2 separate regions of the Drosophila melanogaster genome follow, and region 1 is linked to region 2. The links are chromatin contacts, called in public Hi-C maps. All regions are on one chromosome and are shown on one strand. Each heading gives the region's core, a stretch centred on a gene start, on an enhancer-like site or on the middle of the called end of the contact. The rest is flanking DNA. Distances are from core to core; before and after follow the strand shown. Region 1 holds the start of Hmx (H6-like-homeobox). Region 2 holds the start of ss (spineless).

Region 1 (5,799 bases), core at 307-2,806, 1.2 Mb after region 2:
AAGGGTGGCGCCTTGCCCTCAGCACGTGGAGACGCACTTTGGCAAAAGCAATCTTCTAAACAGGATAAATGTAATTGCGCATGAATTTCTACGCATATTTCGGCGTCGCTGTCTGAGCTGCAAATGTTTGTTACCCATTTGTTTGGTTGTGTTTTTTATGCTCGCTTTTCCCGTCGCTGAAAAGCGTTCTCCGACATTTCGAGGAGCTGTCACCCCATTGGCCCTCCACTGGCCACGCCCCCAAAGAGAGTGCTCTCTCCGGTCTCGCCGTCTCTCTCTTTCGACGGGTAATTGACTCGCATAATGTTTGTTTTGTTTTGAGCAAATCGTTTGCAACACTCTTTGAATGCCTCGTGGTTGTCTCATAAAAAGCGAAAGCATTTAAAAATTCAATTTGCCCTCTCTCTCATTCTCTCTCTCTCTAACTTTTTCTTGCTCTCACCCGCTCTTTTTCTGCAAAGTTTGCAGAGCTCCTTCGCAAAAATGGCCGCCTGTTCGCTTTTTGGGGGAGGTTTTCTCTTTGGGGAACGGAACGCTGTGGAATGAAACATGCTATAAGGTAGAAAGCTCAGAGATTCCAAATAAAAGAAGAAACGGGAATGCATTACAATGACATGAACGATACTAAATATAACTTAATACGTTGGGAAATTGCTTACATATTTTTAATTATTTAAATATAATTGTTGAAAATCTTTCACTTAATTTCTTAAGGATACCTTCTATCCTCGTATTTTTGATAATATCGTTTTTGATTAACGTTGTTCTTCACCATTTCGTTATCAAACATAATAAATACATTTGATATTTTATACATTTGATAACACCCACAAAACCTCTTTTACTTTTCTTTGCATAATTTATAAGTTGCTTGTTTATTTCTTTCGATATTTTAGCAATTCAATGATTTATCTATATCACCGAACCCCATTTGTTGAAACTTTCACCGCTCAATCTGCTAACCGCAAGGTTGCAATCGACTGGTGCATTTTCGGCACACACTTTTCTGGTCGAAAAAGTTTGCATCTGGCTGGCTGGGAAATTTCAATGGCGCCACAGAGCAACACTTGACCCCTGTTAGGTGGCAATTGATTGATTTTATATTGGCATTTCAATAGACACCAGCCGAGCGAAGCGATTCGAGTCGAGCCGAGTGCGCCCCCACTTTAGACGCGTTCCAAATGCCAAGTGTTTCCCATTCGGGGGGTAGGAAAACCAAAGCGCACTCCACCAGCACCGCAGAGAAAAAATAGTAAAGGAGGAAAATGCGAAAAGTGTCTGTCGATGCGGTTGCAGTGCAATTGTCGAAATAAACGAAAAGAAATTCCGAACTGCAAATGGAATGAAAAAGAGCGGCAGAAGGGGTGGGCCACCAGGCGGTGAAAGAGAGGGACAGCGAGAGCGATAGAGAGAGAGTGGGACACACCCTCCCAGGAGGGGTAGCAAATACGCAAGTGTGTGTGTGAGTGCGGAAAACCATTTAGCGCAAAGACCAAAAGAATTTGCAGGGCTGCCAGCCAACCACCTCAGTCTCAGTTTCAGTTCCACGCTCTCCGGACACGAGACCGGGGGTTAAAAATCCAGAGACTGAAACAATAAAAACACTAAACGATCGCTTTGCCACACACAAACACAAGCACACACACACACGCAGACACACACAAGCACTCGCATACATACAGAGACAGAAAGGACGAAGGACTCAGAACACAGAACTCAGGACTGCGTCTGTTAACAGCCGCATTTAAATTCAAATGCGAAACGTTGATCAAACGGTGCAGACGTGTTTCTCCCAACGGTAGCGCTCGGCGTTTTCCCTTAACGAGTTTTTCGTGGCACGACTGAAGTGTACAAGGTTTGGAAAATTCTTTATTTTCCTAACAAATATATATAAAACAAAAAAAAAAAAACACACACACAAGTGCAAGTTGAAGAACAAAAGTGCTGAATTAAACGTTTAAACTGCAAATCTAAGCAAAAATCTCAAGCTATGTCTTCCTCCGAGGCCGAAGTTGACATCAGTGTGGTGTCCAGTCCGGAGCCGAGTCCTTTGGGCGCCGCTGCCCGCGACAGTCCGCTGCTGGCCCGCTCGCCGGCCCGTTCCGCCGACGGCAGTTCGCCCCCGGCCACGCCTACCCATCGCTCCAATACGCCCAACACGGCCGCCGGCACGCCCACAACGTCCGCCTCGGGCGGCAATCACTTCCATCACAGTCCCAGCGGAGGCGCTGTGCCGCCGGCGGTGTTGCACCATCATCTGCAGCACCATCTGAGCAGCCTGGGCAGCCATCCGGTGGCGCTGCATCACGCGCTCCACACCTTTGGCCACTTGCATCCCGCCCACGGGGCCACACATCCCGCCCTGCTGCAGCACGCACTCACGCCCACCGGCCAGCAGCAGCAGCAACAGTTGCAGGTGCAGCAGCAACACCAGCAGTCGCATGTCGAGCGCCTTAGTCCGCCAATGAAGAGTCCGGAGCGGAATGGCGGCGATGAGGTGCAAGGACACAGTCTGAACAACAACAACAGTAAGGCCCTCAATCACAACAACACTTGCGCCTCGGCGGCCGCAGCGGCGGCAGCAGCAGCGGTGGCAGCGGCCAACCTGAGCAACAACAGCAACGACAGCAACGGGAGCAGCGGGGGCGGCGGCGGCAAGAGCACCACCGGCTCCAACGGATTCACCAGCTTCTCCATCTCCAGCATCCTGAGTCGCAGTGAGCCGGCCAAGAAGAACGGCGCCGCCGGACTTATCACTCCGATCCCGCAGTTGCCGCAACCAGGAGCCGGCGGTCCACAGGATGCGGCCATGTTGTCCAGGTAATTAAAAAACATTCCAGACTTGCTCTAGTCAAAAATAGCCCTCCCATTTCAAATGTGATTAATCTTGTAAATATGAAGTCGCCAAATTTAAAAATCTTAGTGTCAACATTTTACTTCAATTCATTTTAACAATTTAATCTGCAAAAATTTAGTCCATCCATCTGTCATATATAATTAGTTACTTCTGACGATATTCAGCTATTCCGCCTAATTTTGATCCGCAAGATATTTTAAAAAAATACAAACTCGAACTAAAATTTCATTCAAATTTTAACCCTATAATTACTGAAATTAAATGAGTATAATTTCATATGCCCAAGGATTTCCCATTGAATACCTTTTTTTGTAATAATAAAAATCACTCGTCTTAAGTACCATACCCATTTATTGCTCAGTGTAGGCGACCCAGATTAGGACGTTCGCCGGCGAACTGAAACCAAAAAGTCAAGCCTTGCCTCAATGAGCCCAAAACCCAAAGAGGCTGCCATTCCACTTGTTCGCCCTCGGGTTGGGCCAATTTTGTATAATCGTCCTAGGGGAAGACAAGGCAAGGTGACACAAATCTCTTCGCAGGAAGTGCACAAAGAGGAGAAATGGGATGGAGACGGACTGAGATGGTAGCCGGGAGATGGTCGATAAGACCGAAAATTGTTGGGCAAACGTTACACGAGACATTAAGTGGGTGAAGATGCAAATGGCTAAAGTACCATGCCATTGTGCTCCGAGAATCTAACGATTCCAAATTCCAGATGCCAGACAGATAAAGCAAATCCAATGGAACCGTTTTTAGTTGCACTGGACGCTAGCTGACCTCGAATATATGCAGAAAAGGTCTAAACCATTTTTGCCCTGCAATTTGGCCAGACTATCGAGTTACATAACATTTGTTAGATGAAATTTAATGCACCGCTTCGGGAATGAATGTAACCGACTGTCCGGCTGATTGACGGACTGACAATGCTCCAGTATCGTATGCAAAACGTGGTCCTTTCGAATGAATGAACCCTCAGTCCCTCCAAGCTGACCCACAAAAACTGGTACGTTTCTACAGCTGTTTGTTGTGCGAATGCAACTTATTGATACACAATGTGCACTGGAAATAAACAAGTCCGAGCTAATATTAACGGATTTTGTAAAATTTAATTGTGAAAAATAGCACTCGAAAAATGTACACCTACATAAATCTATATTTATTTAGGTACTATTCATTAAAGAGCTTATTTCTCTTGCAACATATTCCATTGATTCAATTTAAATTTGTCTCAGTGCAAATGCGTTTTTTATTCATTTCATTCATATCATAAACGCTGGCATATTAACCCCACTTAGCCGGCTTTTTGAGTCAGCGATCGAATTTCCAGGCAGCTCGATTAACGCATGTGTTGAATTAAAAAAAAAAAAAAACAACCAAGAGAATTTATAAGTTGCACTTTTATTTTACGAGAGAATGGGAGGGGGACTCCCCCAGACGTTTTAGTCCTCGAACTTTTTAATAACGATCATTTTCATTTCATTTACGCGTGCCCGCGTCGCTGATCGTCTCGATAAGGAAAGTCGGGCTGGTGGGCAGGTTCTGTGGCCGAGGGTCGCTACTGTCCCAGTCAACTGGACTGTGGCCCGTGCGTGGTTACCCCAATTAAGGACCTCGTCCTGGACAAAGTGTCGCCTCCTGCTGTTTGGCGCTAGCCCAGCTGACGTGTGGCTGCCTATGTGACTGGCTTATCAGTTGATCATCATCGGCCAGAATGATTAATGCCGGGGGGATATGAATACGAGTATGAGCACAGCAACATTGCTGAGTGATCGTTTAATAGTTTGAGCCGACTTTCTCCCGGCGGAGCTCGGCTTATTTTGACAGTTGCGCTTACGTTTTTAATTAGTCGCTGGGCTTTCTCTGCAGCCTGTACTTAATTACGATTCAGTTGGGCGAGCGAGCGGGGGATTCGAAAAAGTTGCGCAGCCAGATAGCAGGAAAAAACCATTGAAGAGGTGTAACCCGATATGCTTGTGAGTGGACTGGAAACAATGGGCAACGGCGAACGGAAAGGGTGCTCCTGCATTGTCCTTTTCTCCCAGGATGACGCAAAAAGCAGACGATGACATTATAATTACACACACACATACACATACAGAGTAAGGTATACATAGAGTAATTACAATCCAATTGCAATCGCAATGGCAATTGAGGACCTAACCAATCCCATAACATATCTCTTCATCTGCAACTGATTTTCGGCGCTGAGGGGATTAGTGTTTAGTGGTGAAATGCCTTTGATTCCTTATCGCGATGTTGTGGTGGGAACTTCTATGGTCGCAATTTAATCAAAACATATTCTGCAGACCATCGGATGCATCCAATCTGAGTCTGCGGCTTGACTTCACCCCAACCTCTCGGATTCGCCGGTCACGTGTCATTTGGCGGGGCTTCCCATGGTGGCAAATCGACAAAAGATGAAATAATAGCAAAAAACCAATATCATGCTCTTCACAAATGTCACCATTTTCGGTTACTTTGTTTAGTCGCCTCAGATCAGTGGGACATAGCCTAAGCCGCTCCCCAGGCACTAGACTATTGCTAATAATCCCGTTTAATGACAAAAGCAAACTTCGCTGCCCATTCGAGTGTTTAATATTTTGCCTACTTTTGCGGCCAGGTCGAGTATGCCTCGAAAACCGTTCGAGAACCCCTCGAAAACTGCTCGAAAACCCGTACCGTTAAATGTCAACAATGTAACATAAATTCCTGGTATCGGAAGGGGAGTACGGAATTTCGGAAGGGGCGATCCCGCACGGGATGGACCAATTAGCGTGTGCAAATCTTTCATGCATGAGCGATTCCTAAGCGGTTTTAGGGCTCACAGATCGGTTGGCCACACAAATTTAAATAGATTTATTTAAATCAATTTCGCTAATGCGACAATCGTATGAAAAGTGCGGGTAATAACATTTGAATTGGTTAATACTCCACTCGTTGCT
Region 2 (6,250 bases), core at 2,150-4,649:
AAAACCCTAAAAGAGTGAGGCTCTCGACCTGCCACTCGAATAATTGCAGGTGTGCATTGCAGCAGGGAGAGGCAAGGTGACAATTTTGCGTCAGTCGAGCGAGTCAGAGTCGGTGTCAGCTTTGAGCCAGGCCCACAACCAGGTCCACGGGGTGGCACTTCGAAGGCCCTGCTGTTTTTTTTTCTTCAGCCAACTGCAGTAAAGCGTAATTGTTTTTTTTTTTTGTCGTTTTTTGTTCTTTATCAGACTAGCAAGAACAGCGAATTACGCGACTGCCTGTCGATGGTGAAACGTATTAAGTTGAAGTTTTACGGCGTAGTCGGGAACTTTAATAAAAACGAAATTCAAGGAGAAGGGGAATTAAATTGCACACAAGGAACTTACTCTGAAGTGCACAACGCCTTGTACAAACAAATGTTTCAGTTTAAGTTGGTAAAGTTTTAATAGAAATAATATCATAATAACATATAAAGTTATTATTATCTATAAGGTCTATATCGAAATCTTTTAAAACATCTAATGTAAAATTTTAATACTAAAGCTAAGCGGTTAATAGTAAATATTCCCCGTAGAGTATCTTTGAAATGGAGCTATACTGTTAATAACTGGTTTACTAATCCGACTACAACTAAGTAGACGAACATTACACGCCATATTAGATGAGTTGGATAACCAATCTATCAACTGCGTGCTTATCCTAAATAGATCCTGGTTCTTCGCTTTTCCGAAGATAATCTACGCAGACCTGAGCTGCCCCGTTCTGCACCCTTTCAAGACTGAGGCGCTGAAGCTGATCAGTGGCTCTTGATTATGGGGGTCGCAACATTAGCGATCGGTGGTCTGCACTTGGCGAGGGGGCGTGGCCGGGCTGCAGTTGCCGCTCCTCGCCTTCTGCATATTTAGCAGTGCTGCTCATGATAATGCGTGAGTTCTCATATATTTATATTGAAAACATTATGCTTTGTGCGGTTGCAGCAGCTAAGTACACAAAATTATCAGAAATTATGTGCACCTTGGGACAGGCAGATTCCGATCTCCCCCAGCGAACAGCCGGAGGGGCCGCCGTCATCGTCATCATCATCAGCATGACCGTTCATCATCATCTCCATCAACTGTTTGGCTACTGTAATTTCACGGTAACCTGCCCCGACATGCATAATGCAAATCAATTTGAGGCTATCGGGCGGCAAAGGGGGAATTCACCGCCCTTCATTTCATCCGAGGGCCAAGTCAAAAGTCAATGGCGATGGCAATTTGTCAACAAAGTGGCCACCGGATCATTAATAATCGAATCTGGGGTATTCAAGACCAGTAGCTACGGAGATTGATGGATCGTCAGCGGGTGGCGCCACAAGGTGGCAAGCTGGTAAGTGGTAAGTGCAGCCAATCGCATTGATTGAAATCTTTCAGTAATAACAGAGCACCCAAGAACCCGCTCCACAAACATTCCGCCTCCCGCTGTGCATTTATATCTGAATCTGTATCCGTATCCGTATCTGTATCTTGGGATTCGGATCGGTATTGGTTTGTGGGATTGGACTGGGGCTTGGACTCACCTCTTGCCGTTGCGTCGCCTTCGCTTGGTGGCGTAGACGGTGCCCAGCTGGCTCATTGCTAGGGCGGAGTTCGTTATGGTCGCCGTCGTGAATGATTTTAACTCTTATTATTTTTCGTATCAATATTTCGTTGTTGTCTTCTGCTGCCTTCTGCTCGTCTGTCGTACAGGTTGTTTCCTCGTCGTGGCTTTCTTATTTCGCTTTTTTTCCTTTTGTAATTGGTTTTTATTTATTGATTTGGCTTGCTCTGGGTACACACTCTCACACACACGGACTCGCACACAGACACAGCCAGGAGCTGAGTGCGATCAGATCCGCTGAGATCCTGCTGCGGTTTTCGGTTTCGGAGTTGTAGCCACGCGTAAATTTCGTTTTTTTCTTCTTTGTATTTATTTTTAATTATCATCACGCTTACATTTTGTTTGCTTTTTCATTTCTCGCGCTCCTTTTGTTTTTGTTTTTTATTTTTTTGTGTATATTGCACTGTAGTTTCAGTTGGTTAGAGCTAAATGAGGGATTTAATGCGAAACTGTGATTCAGCAATTGAGAAAGGCTGGGAATTTTGATTTTTTTTTTCATTCGATTGTGGGTTGTATGATTTTCTAAGGCGATAACTTCGGTTCAACCTAATAGATTTTTTAAGTAATTAGTCCCGACGGAGAATGATTTCAGTTTATCTAAAATAAATCCAATTAGTTTAAGTTGGCAATGTCATGGAGCCGTTGTCTAATACGATTTGATTTTGCCTTGCATTGTAGAATAGTATAATATGATATTAAGGCTTTACTTTATTTTGAAAATTATATTTTGGTAAATTTTGAAAATATATTATTCATAAAAAGAATATATTTAAATTTGTTTCAATTTTTTCTCACAAAGGACTAAAAAAGTATAACAGATTATGTTAGCAAGTTATTAAACATCAGAGTCAACCAATAGTGTTGATTAATTTGAATGGCACATTCTAGTCAGAAAACTGTAAAAATCCCTCAATCCTTTTTCAATTGCTTTCAAAAACGAGTTGTTGTTTGTGTTGTTTTGTTTTGATTCGAGTGGCTGCGATTTGCAGGTTATTGTTTTGGTTCTTTCGTGGCAACACTTTTGCTTTTTCACTTGCACTTTTGCCGTTTGTGTTGGTAGTGTTGTTGCTCGTGGGCTCTGGTTTATCAATGGGCGATGTTTGCGATGACGACGCATGCAACAGAGGAAATCAAAATCGGCACGGAACCAAAAGCGCTAACGCAAGAACGGCACGCAAATCATTTTCATTTTGCGGCACGATCGACGTCGACGTAGGCAGATCCGCCGGCAGAGCAACCAGAGGCGAGTTGTCAAAGTGACATTTTTCAGGCACGCACACACACACGCGCGCGTGGGTGTGTTGGAATAGTAAAATAGATAGAAGTGAATGACCGCCGGCGGTCTGCAATTCGCACACGTGACTCCTCGAAGCCTTTACAGAACCTCCAGTTACAGGGTATCGCGTGCTGCGTTTCGCTTTTGTTTCTGTTTTCGCCTCTATTGTTGTTGTATTGCCTTATTCGGGGGACACTCACGCACACACAAACACGCACGCACCTTTTAGCGGGATTCTGGCGACGGCGAAACAACCGTTAGGAGGGAGCAGCGACTGCAACTGCACGCGAGCGCCAGAAGCGAGTGAATGAATGAACAACAGTGCCAAAAAAACGGACAAACGGGCATTTGAAACGAGGCACAAAGGCGATGGAGCGCGCTCTCTCACTCGCACTCGGCGCGGTGCTCTAAGTCGCTATCTCTCACTCGCACTCTTTCAAACGTGACTCTGCTGCGCTGCGGCCACGTAAACGCTTTGAGATTCCAACAAGAACTGAGCGGCGCCACGAAACGAATGGAAAAACCAGTCCTGGCGGAACACACTGGCCATGGAACACGCGGGCGGCGTGTTTGGGGCCACTTCCAGTCGTCCTGGCAACGAGCGATCGCCAAGCGACGCGGTCGCGTGGGAGTGAGACAGAGCGAACGATGTTCCACTACCAACCGTTCCAGCGTCGCCATACGTGCGACTGGAAGGGAGCGACCAACCAAGTCGGTCTTGGAAGTGCTGCAGCTATCTCGTTCGCACCCTGTAGTTTCGTTATAGGGGGCGTGTTCGCACACACATACTACACTGACAGCCTAGTAGCGCCGACTCTTTCCAGCGCACTACCAACTGGAAATAGAAATTCGGGGCACATCGCTCATCTCTTAATTAATTAGGCGGTAATTAAGAGCTATCAGTGTTATCGCTCAATGGCATCTATCCGCCATACTCTTCTCCTATTTCAAACTTATCTGAGCCGGATTTTACCTCGTTTTGCCACTGAAATGCAAATTTTATTTGGTGTGACCAAAACCATTAAGGCCATAAACATGAGCACTCACTTCGCGCTTATCGCGAATGATTTATTCACATGTGCCACCTGACAACCGCAAAAGAACAAGGAGAACGAAATGCACACCGCTGCCCTGCACAAAACCAGAAATCATATTCCTACACCTAGACGGGCAAAATGTCCGTGCCCAAGAACCCGATTGGACAGTGTACGAGGCCCCTTTATCCCATGGCCCATATGCTGCGTCCGTCTTTGACCGCATGTCACAGATGGCGATGGAGATGCACTCGTCAAAGGTACAGTTGGCACTCATAAAGAAGTTTTTAATAAGTAATTGTAATTAACTTTAATAACAATCTATACAAGCTATTCATTTTGTAATTAATATGATTACTGTGATTTACCAAATAATTTTATGTTTATTTTTAAAAGTTGGCGAAATGTTACGTTATGAACTTTTTCCTTTGAAAACGTGTTGCATACTTGGTGGCGCTGGAAAGCCACAATATTCGAGCCCTTTCAATCATGCAGCCCATTGTAGTTCATTTGTGTGGTTTCCTAATTTGATTACTTACGTCCACTCTAATAAAACATTATTATTGTTATCGAATGACCACTGTAGAATGCCTTCAATTTCGAAAAAGCATTTTTCTTTTATTGTGACGTCAGCCATGTACGAAATTGTTGGCACTGTATTTGTATTGCGTGCAACTATTCAATGCCAAGTCAGAAGGCTGAAGAAAACAATATTTCCTCAGCTAGAATCTCCAGCAGTCTGGTGTCTCACTCAAATCTCGCTGCGTAAACTAAGGACAACAGCAGCTCCGAAGACAGCAGGATCAGAAGAATCGGGAGAATCAGAAGAGGATCCACTCCGAAGAATGAGCAAAACAGAAGGCAGCGCATGTCAATCGGTGGCACTAATAAGTGAGCTGAGTCGAGTGGAGTGGAGTGAAGTGTAGCAAAGTGGAAGGGCTTGCAACCAGTTTTGGTGCGTTGCAACTTTTTCCAGCTTGCAGCTTATCAATTTACGCTTCCACTTCGTAAGAGAAGTGCACAGTGCAGGTGCTTATTCCACCTCCCTCTAAATATTCTTATTTTGCACTGCCTTTCCTCTTCTTGCATTATCGCTTTAAAGTACAGTCATCAATTGATCTTTAAAATTGAGGGCCAATATTATGACCTTACACCTAATACTGTAAAAAATAGCAAAATATATATAAGAACTGAATGGATTTTTTAAATGTGCTTAATAATTATTTTCTCATTATTAACTAAAAAAATACATACAAAATATACACAATCCCACTGTATATGATAAATATTTATTCTGGGGTTTCTTTGCTGACTGCTTGCTCGTCCGACAATTTCGCGATGACGTCGTTTCCCCGATGAGGACTTATGAATGTTTTTCGCCGGCATCCTTAATGCGACTTTCTACTCTGGACCCACACTTCGCAATCTACCCCTCGTTTTGCCTAATTTCGTAACAAGTTTCTTATTAACTTGTTTTTGCTCGCTGCCTTTGCTCAGCAGCTGCCTGGTCACATCAATGTCACTGCTGATCACATCTAGACAAGCACTCTATATGGATCTATATAATTTGCCAATTAAGTAGGGGATAACCCTCCCCGATATATCAGACCGACAACATTAGCGGGACACAAAAGCCGCAAAACGATAAAAAAAAAAGAACCGAACAGAAAAGATACAAATGTTTTTTTTTTGTGCAGCTCCGCTGCTAACCAGCCAAAGGGTCATATACAAAATTCCACAGAAAGAAGGGAAGACCATTATGCATTTCCCCATAATGTTTACTCCGATCCATTGGCGGCGCCAATTAAATATAATTATTCTGTGTACATAAACAACAGCGGTGAGCTTAAAACAAGGTAAAGCCATAAAGTATAAATGTAAACAAAGTGCAATCTGGGCATACCTTTTGATTAGAGTAACGCAGGGAGTATCAGACCACGGAGAGAAGGGAGAATGAAATTGAAGAGGTTTCCCCCTGTTCATTATGTCTTAGCAATTTCAAAAGTATAAGTATTCCCACAACTATATTCATAACTTTCTAAAAGTAAAAAATATCCCTTACAAACGAAAAGATCATCAAAAGTCTCTTGATATCTGAAATAAAGCTATCGAAGAAAATATCTTTATCATTTTTAAGATTCTTATGAGATGAGGATTAAAGCACGGTATTTACCAATTCGTTATATCTGAGCTTGTACCGCCAAAACAATCAGCTTCAACGGGATATAGAACAATGTTTACCTTTTTCGAAAAATGCAACTGACCAACCGTTTCTCCAACCCTTATACCCCCGCCCACCTTGCG

The links. Hi-C and Micro-C count contacts between places; a contact is called where the count stands out from the background.
Region 1: a contact with region 2 is called in a Hi-C map of the Kc167 cell line, with 4 times the contacts expected there. The contact joins the promoter of Hmx here to the promoter of ss in region 2. A contact is called at or near these places in 14 of 107 Hi-C or Micro-C datasets (the Kc167 cell line, the OSC cell line, the PNm cell line and 5 more).

What each region holds. Positions count from the first base shown.
Region 1 is chr3R:17,557,374-17,563,172 of dm6, forward strand. It overlaps Hmx (H6-like-homeobox), which reads left to right and starts at 1,557. Exons shown (of 3, transcript NM_001300447.1): 1 at 1,557-2,820. The coding sequence starts at 1,991.
Region 2 is chr3R:16,400,284-16,406,533 of dm6, forward strand. ss (spineless) reads right to left here and starts at 3,400. Exons shown (of 8, transcript NM_057400.4): 1 at 3,113-3,400; 2 at 1,557-2,061. The coding sequence starts at 1,612.